Regions from separate parts of the Mus musculus genome. Here region 1 is linked to region 2. Evidence: chromatin contacts called from public HiChIP or PLAC-seq data. All regions are on one chromosome and are shown on one strand. The core of a region is the stretch at or near the end of the contact, and the rest is flanking DNA. Distances in the headings are between cores, read along the strand shown. Region 1 overlaps Zfp697 (zinc finger protein 697). Region 2 overlaps Gm5544 (predicted gene 5544).

Region 1 (3,695 bases), core at 240-2,739, 490 kb before region 2:
TCTCAAAATAGCAGCTGGGGCTCATAGAAAGGGAAGTGGATACTTAGCAACCTCTTCTATAGGGATGAGAAGGGTCGTAATAGAGCTGATAAGTGAGGTGTTAGGGCAAACTCAGGCTTACCATGCCCCGGGAGTGTGACATTCTTATTTCTACCCGCTTTTTGTTGTACGCCTGTAACTCTAAACAAATCACCTATCTCAGTTCTCACACAGTCCAAGCCTCTCTACACAGCCCCAAATGCCTTTCCTCGGGGTCCTCCCAACTCTGCTTTTCCAAGCTTTTCACTCTTCGCAGTGTGTATTTAAGTAAGCTATCAAGTCAAGCACATCTTCTAAGAGTTACTTTGAAGGTGGAGGTAGGCACCTCGAAGTAACAACTCTTATTAACCATCTCCTGGGGGGTGGGGTGGCAAACACCAAAAGGCTCCCCCAGACACTCTCAGACTGTCCCTCCTGCCCCTTCCCCAACATCTACAGATCAGTAGCCAGACGACTCCCACCGCCGCCTCATTCGGATGCCCTCCCTAACACAAGTGCAACTTCTGGTGCTGTGCAAGGTGCGTCTTGTAGCGGAAGCCCTTGCCACAGCCCGCGCATTTGTGAGGCTTGTTGCCGGTGTGGATGCGCCGGTGGCGGATGAGGTGGGAGCTCTGGATGAAGCTCTTGCCGCACTCGAGACATGTGTAGGGCTTCTCGCCGGTGTGCGTGCGCTGGTGCTGCGTGAGCGTGGAGAAGTCGCTGAAGCGCTTCTCGCACTGGCCGCAGCCGAAGGGCTTCTCGCCGGTGTGCACGCGCAGGTGGTTGACGAGGTGCGAGTTGCGGCCGAAGCCCTTGCCACACTCCCGGCACACGTAGGGCCGCTCGCCCGAGTGCGTGCGCTTGTGCGTGAAGAGGTGCGAGCTCACGCTGAAGGTCTCGCCGCACTCGGAGCACATGTAGGGCTTCTCGCCCGTGTGCACGCGCTGGTGCTTCACCAGGTCCGAGCGCCAGCTGAAGCGCTTGCCGCACTCGCCGCAGCCGTGCGGCTTCTCGCCGGTGTGGATGCGCTGGTGATTGGCCAGATGCGAGCGGCGCACGAACCCCTTGCCGCACTCCCCGCATGCGAAGGGCCGCAGCGCCGCCGCCGAGCCCGCCGAGCCCGCGCCGCCGCCCGCCGCCGCGTGCGCGCGCCGGTGGCTGAGCAAGTGCGAGCTGAGGCTGAAGGCTTCGCCGCACTCCGGGCACGGGTAGGGCTTCTCGCCCGTGTGCAGGCGCCGGTGCTTGAGCAGGTCGGCGCGCCAGCTGAAGCTCTTGCCGCAGTCGGCGCACAGGTTGGGCCGCTCGCCCGTGTGCAGCCGCAGGTGGTTGGTCAGGTAGGTGTTGCGGCTGAAGCCTTTGCCGCACTCCCCGCAGCGGAAGGGCTTTTCGCGAGGGGGCCGGGCCAGCGTGGGCCCCGCCCCGAAGCCGCCGGCCACGCCCATGCCCACGCCCATACCCATGCCCATCATCCCCACCACTCCTCCGCACTCGCCGGCCAAACCGAAGGGCTCCAAGCTGGCCACGGCGGCGGCCTCTGCCAGGCGGTGGATGCGCTGGTGCTGCAGGAATGCGGCGCCCGGGCTAAAGCTCTCCCCGCAGTCTGGGCAGATGGTGGGCGCGTCCATGATACTGGCCATCAGGCTGTCTAGTTCCCCGAGGTCCATGGCCATGGGGTGATGGAGCCGGTGGAAGCGGCGGTGAGCAGGCTTGTCACCCCGGTGTCGACCGCCCAGGGAGAGGTGACGCCTCCAAGGAAGCACGGGAGTAGGCAATGGATCTTCCTCCTCTATCAAGCGGTTCTCCCCAGCGCTTTCCTCTTCTTCGTCTTCCTCCTCTTCATCTTCCTCTCCCCGCGGACTCCGGGATATGCTGTCAGATTCTGACAGTCCTGGGAACAGAGCCATGTCAGCCACACCAGGCTGGTCGTCCTCTTCCTCACGGAGGATAGCCCTTTCTTCCTCACTCAGCCGCCCCTCTGCAACAGACAAGTTGGCAATGGGGTCAACTAGACCTGATGTGCCAGGAGGGTGAGCCAAAGGAGTAATGCCCCTCCCCCAGCCCCCTTACCCCTACTTTTTACTCGGCCTCTTCCCTACCAGTTTCCTCCTGCTAAGACTAAAGGATAATGCACTCTGCCCCACTGCCAACTCTCCTGGCAGACACCGCCTACTAGACACCCCAGCTTCTGCTCAGCTGAATCACCTGAAGCCTGCGAATGGCTAGGTTTGTACCAGATGGGAATATGTTTCCAGAAGAAAAAAACGAGGCGGGGGTGGGAGGGGGGATTCTCAACCATACTTTCTAAAGCTAGAGCCTCAAAACACAAGTCATGTTAATCACAGAAAGTATGAGACCAGTAGGACTCATCAGGTCCCAGACAGATTCTAAAACAAAACAACAACAACAAAACCATTTGGTCAGTCTGGGAACAACGTGCAAGCATGTCCAACCTTTGACATTGCAACAGTGTTGTCATCTACCAAGTTTGTGCTCAAAAAGCAGTCAAGTCTTAAGAAAAAAAAAATCAAAAGAGCTCATCTCTATAGCACTGGTTCTCAACCTTCCTGATGCTGCGACCCTTTAATATATAATTTCTCATGCTGTAGTGACCTCCAACCCTAAAATTGCTTCCCTTGCTACTTCATAATTGTAATTATGCTTCTGTTATGACTTGTAATGTAATTACCTGTGTTTTCCAAGGGTCTCAGGCCAACCCCTGTGAAAGGGTCATTAGACGCCCACAAAGGGGTCAGGACCCACAGGTTGTGAACCACTGGGCTACACTGACGCGCATGCTTTATAATTTAATTTTGATACCCAGAACCTACAGAATGGACCCCCCCCCCTCTTCTACTCTCCATCTCTGTTCAGTGGGGGAGAGGTCACGAGGGTAGGGGAAGTGGCTAGAGACCCAGAACTTGCTTTCAGGTCAGAAATAGCAAGAGTGGTAACCAGGAACTTGGGCACTTGGGTAATCAGCCTCATGGACATAGGTAGGTCACTTAACCACCAAATTTGCTTCTAGAGAAGGAAATGATGATTTAACTAGAAATATCAATGTACTTCACCCAGCACTGTGCTAAGTCACTCTTTAAAATATATGTGTATGTGTGTATACATATATAAATTCATCTATTATGTATGAACGTGAGTTTATGTGTGCCAAGTACATGCAGGTACCTGCAGAGATGAGGACTTTGGATGCCCTGGAACTGATTCCAGGTAGTTATGAGCAGAATGATATGGGTGCTTAGAACTGAACTCAGGTCTTCTGCAAGAGTAGTAAGCATTCCTAACCACTGAGCCATCTCTCTGGGGTCCAAAGTCACTGTTTAAATCCAACACATCATGGTACTCCCCCAGCATCTATGAGATAGGCCCCAGTATTGGCTGCGATTCCACTGTAGTGTTGTCACAAGTGATCATCTGTAGCAAGGAGCAGCACCTAGGAGTGGCCTTTATTCATACTTACCAGTGTGGCCTCAGTGGCAGATGGTATAAAGGAATGAATACTCATGGCACCAACTTTTGGAGAGCCCACCCCTAGGTCCCCAGGATGCTGGCCCTGGTTGTATGCCAGTGGAATCCAATGTAAATGTGAGTTCTGCCACCTCAGAGGATACTCATTCTTCTCACCTGAACAGACAGTGGACGCTATGTCCCTCTCTCGTGAGTCC
Region 2 (4,025 bases), core at 176-2,675:
AAATAAAAGAAAATGCAGAGAGATTGTAAAGATGAGTCAGCAGTTAAGAGTGTGAGCTTGCTGCCTTTTTTTTTTTTTTTTTTTTTTTTTTTTAATTTGAAATGCACTGGCGTGAGAGTGTCAGATCCCTTGGAACTGGACTTACAGACAGTTTGAGCTGCCATGTGAGTACTGGGAATTGAACCCTGCTGCTTTGGAAGAGCAGACAGTGCTTTTAACCACTGAGCCACCACTCCAACTCCATACCTGCTGTTTTTACAGAGGACCTGGGTTCTGTTCCAAGCATTCATATCAGATGGATGATAGCTGCCTGTAATACCAGTCCCAGTGGATCCAATACCCTCTTCTGGCCTCTACTGGCAACTCATGCACGCACACACACACACACACACCAAACAAATCTTTAAAAAACTAACACTGAAATCTATTCTTTATTGTTCATGCACAGCACCCAAGCCCTTGCCTCCGTGAGCAGCCCAGGAATTCTCTGTTCCCATATGAATTTTTCTTTTCTAAAGATTGCAATGGGGGGCTGGAGAGATGGCTCAGAGGTTAAGAACACTGACTGCTCTTCTGAAGAGTTCAAATCCCAGCAACCACATGGTGGCTCATAACCATTTGTAATGAGATCTGACTCCCTCTTCTGGAATGTCTGAAGACAGCTACAGTGTACTTACATATACTAAATAAATAAATAAATAAATAAATAAATCTTTAAAAAGAAAAAAAAAAGAAGAACGTAATGGACTCATCTGGTCATAATCTGTGACAGATACAGTCACCCAGCTACTGCAGTTTGGAGGAAGCACTCATGATTCTTACACATCGCCTGAGGGATGTACTCGACTATTGCAGCATGCGGGTAAACCCTAGGCACACGCCCAGACTGAGGCTTGCTGAATTGGTGCCTCCCAGTCCCAGTCCCCTCTTCCCTGAAGAAGGTGGGAAGGAAGGTGGGAAGACAGGAAGAGAGCCATGAGGAATAAGGAGAGAGAAGGAGGGAGGTTGGGAAGCAAGAGGAAGGGAAAGGGAATTTCAAACATTTCCCTGACTACAGACTCCATTCTTTCACTTATTAGAGCCTTTCTAACTCACTGCTGTCAAAGTTGCTAAAGCCAAGACACCTCTACCACTTGTAAAGACGCTAATGCCAGAAAAGGAAACCCATTTCTCCAAAAAACGTCTCCCTGACCTCCCACTATGTTATGTCCCAGATGCCTCCATTTTAGTTTCAGCATTGAGCTGGGTCTTGGCAGAGCTGGGTCAGAAGCCGAAAGCTAAACATGCTTTGAGCTAAGGGACGAGCGAGACCCCAGGGCACATCTCATCTCTTCCCCAGTGAGCCTCCAGTCAGCCCTGGTTGGGTCAAAGGGTGAGAGGGGAACTTAACAGGCTCAGGCTCAAGCAAGCCCTCCTCCCAGCTGCGTGAACAGCACTTCCTGTTCTGTTCTCTGAAGTGTGAGCTTGGCACCCTGTGAAGACCCAAGAGCCTACTTCTAGCCAAGCAAAGCATCCTTTCCTCCACACTGAGAAGGTGGAGGAAAGATTCTCTGAGTTCTGACTCTTCAAAAGCAGGGGCCGGCTCTCCCCTCCCGGATTCTGAGGTAGCCAGGGAGGTGAATTCTAAGACGCTGTGCTGTGCACCCTGGGGATTTCCCAGCCTTCCTGGTGCTTAAAGTATGCATTCCATACCTTTCACGCCCTGCCATATACTCCAGGCTTTGGGATTATCACTTTTGATAGTAAGGGGAAGAAATACACATAGGTAGGCTGTGGTAAAATCAGACGCAAAATGTTTTTGATCCTCCCATTTCTCTTCTCTCCCCACTGAAGGAGGGACCGGGAAATAAGCGTTCTCACCTAGGACACAGGGTATAGCACGCACATGGAACATGGGAGTTCCCGTTAGTCAGGAAACCCGATAGATACAAAGAGTCTGCATCACTACAAACAGCGTTTCAGGTAGACAGACAGCGAAGGTTTACCAAGGACGTGGGAATCAGCACAGGCTGAGAGCGATTAACCAATACCCTCCCCAGATTTTCATCCTCGGGGCTGGCCTGAACTCAGAGCTGGGCTAGAATAAGGCATTAGCAATGAATAGTTGGTCCACAGCCATTTGCTTCTGAAACCTTCCCTTAGTCTCTATATCTCTGGTGCCTTTTCTTTTTAAAAAAAATTATTTTATGTGTATAAGGGTCTCTCTCTCTCTCTCTCTCTCTCTCTCTCTCTCTCTCTCTCTCTCACACACACACACACACACATTACAGATGGTTGTGTACCACTATGTGGACTGCAAGAGCAGTCAGTGATCTTAACCATGTCGCCATTTCTCCGCCCCCCCTGCCCCCCACCAGTGGCTTTTTGTCTCTATGCTGCGGTGACCCAGGAAGGCTGTGAGGGAAGTAGATGAAGGTGATGATTTATTAAACCCTGTGGCTTCTTGCTCCCTCACCAGAGGGTGCGTCTTGGGTCACGCCGGGCACTCAGCAGCTTTGTGGTGGGTATCGGTTTGTGCTTCCTCCCCTCTGCTTTCGATTCAATGCCTTCCTGTTGCAGTCTGAGCCTAATAAACCGCAGCCTCACAGCAGCTACCACAGCATGCAAACTGGATCCATGTAGGGCTAAGTGTGGGACGACAGGGGTGAGGGTAGGGAGGTAAGCAGAGGGGTAGAAGCTAGCTGGAAAGAAGAACAATTCCCAAGATAAAATGCCGTGCTGAGGAACAAGGATGCCTTCGAGTGTACTTCAAAGTCACCTCCTCCCTGGCTGCATTCAGCTGTGCTAACATCAATCCCGAGTGAACCTGGTTAAATACATGTTCATGTGCATTATAGTGGGGGGTTCCTTTCCTTTTCCTTTTTTGAGTCAAGATTTGCTTATGTTAGCTGCAATCCAGCAAAACCCCTGCCTCTCAGCGACTGGACTTACTGGCATATATCAACATACCCAGTTTAAATTATGATCTTAACATAGAGTTATTTAAAAATTCAGCGTCCAGGTTCAGTTCTGATCCAGATCAATGCCATTGTGAGGTTAGAACTCAGTCTGGATACATTTGAGGCCCTGCGGTAGAATGTGTCAGGGAAAGGAAAGTGCATTTGTGGAGATCTAGAAGAGGAAGCAGGGTGTAGTCTGGCTGTGGCACAGCCCTGCTGCTGAAGAGCTATGAGCTGTTAACCTCAGACAAGATCTAGAGGTCACTTTAAAGCCAAAGGGCTATAAACAAGACATGGATTTATCAGTTATGGGAACGACATCTTGATGGCCGATAGAAAGCAAGCAGAGAAAAACAGCAGGCAAGAGGCTGACAGAAGGTAGAACCCCAAGTGCGTGCAGACAGTGCACACACAGACCAGATGGCGACGGCAACAGTGGGAGATGTGGGTGCTCAAGGAGGATGTCTTACTGAATGTGGTGCTGATGGGATTTGGAGAGTAATCAAGGGTGAGTCCCAGGCTACTAGGTAAGCTGGCATATAGCATATACTGGGGTGACAAGCACTACAGGAAGAATAGCTTTGGGGGAGTGAGTTGGCTAATAAGGTTTCAGAATTCCCAAGTGGGGTTCTGTGTGGAAACTGAATATATAGATGTGGAATTCTGGGGAAGCTACTATTGATATATAGATCTCATAGTGCTATGGGAGGGCTAGACTTCCCTTGAAGATATGAAGTAAAACGGCTGGTACAGTACAGGATCTCTAGCAGCAACACTGCAGGAGCTTATAAGGGAAGAGAAACTTGCAAAGGATGCGGATGAGCCATGGCTAAGGTGGAAAACAACAAAAACAAAGCAAAGCAAAGCAAAGCAGTGCATGGAAATCAAAGGAAAACAGTGAGTGCGTCAAGGCAGATGTGGTCATCAGCATCCAACGCTGCCCAGAGGAAAGATAAAGGCTGATGTGTTCGCTGGATTTCACCATCCAGGTAAGGTGGTGTCCTCACCATTCCTAGGGAAAGCGCTCTGAATCTGCTGTGAGGCAATGCCATTACAGAAGACAAGCGCCATTAGAAACAGCGAAAA

Evidence for each region. HiChIP or PLAC-seq counts read pairs in DNA pulled down with a chosen protein or histone mark.
Region 1: a contact with region 2 is called in an H3K27ac HiChIP or PLAC-seq map of microglia, with 5 times the contacts expected there. The contact joins two enhancer-like sites. A contact is called at or near these places in 1 of 15 datasets of contacts at CTCF or cohesin (large pre-B cells), 2 of 115 datasets of contacts at active chromatin or transcription factors (embryonic stem cells and microglia) and 1 of 9 other capture datasets (embryonic stem cells).

What each region holds. Positions count from the first base shown.
Region 1 is chr3:98,425,460-98,429,154 of GRCm38.p6, reverse strand. It overlaps Zfp697 (zinc finger protein 697), which reads right to left. Exons shown (of 3, transcript NM_172863.4): 2 at 3,655-3,695; 3 at 1-1,993. The coding sequence ends at 525. Among named protein-coding and RNA genes, the nearest start is that of Gm4450, 30 kb to the left of the region's middle. Within about 2 kb of position 1,489, at least 202 of the 459 cell types and tissues checked have an H3K27ac peak or open chromatin away from gene starts, as enhancers often do. A contact at or near this core is called in microglia, where this site is marked.
Region 2 is chr3:97,930,846-97,934,870 of GRCm38.p6, reverse strand. The region is part of intron 1 of Gm5544 (predicted gene 5544); the gene reads right to left. Among named protein-coding and RNA genes, the nearest start is that of Gm5544, 2.7 kb to the right of the region's middle. Within about 2 kb of position 1,425, at least 135 of the 459 cell types and tissues checked have an H3K27ac peak or open chromatin away from gene starts, as enhancers often do. A contact at or near this core is called in microglia, where this site is marked.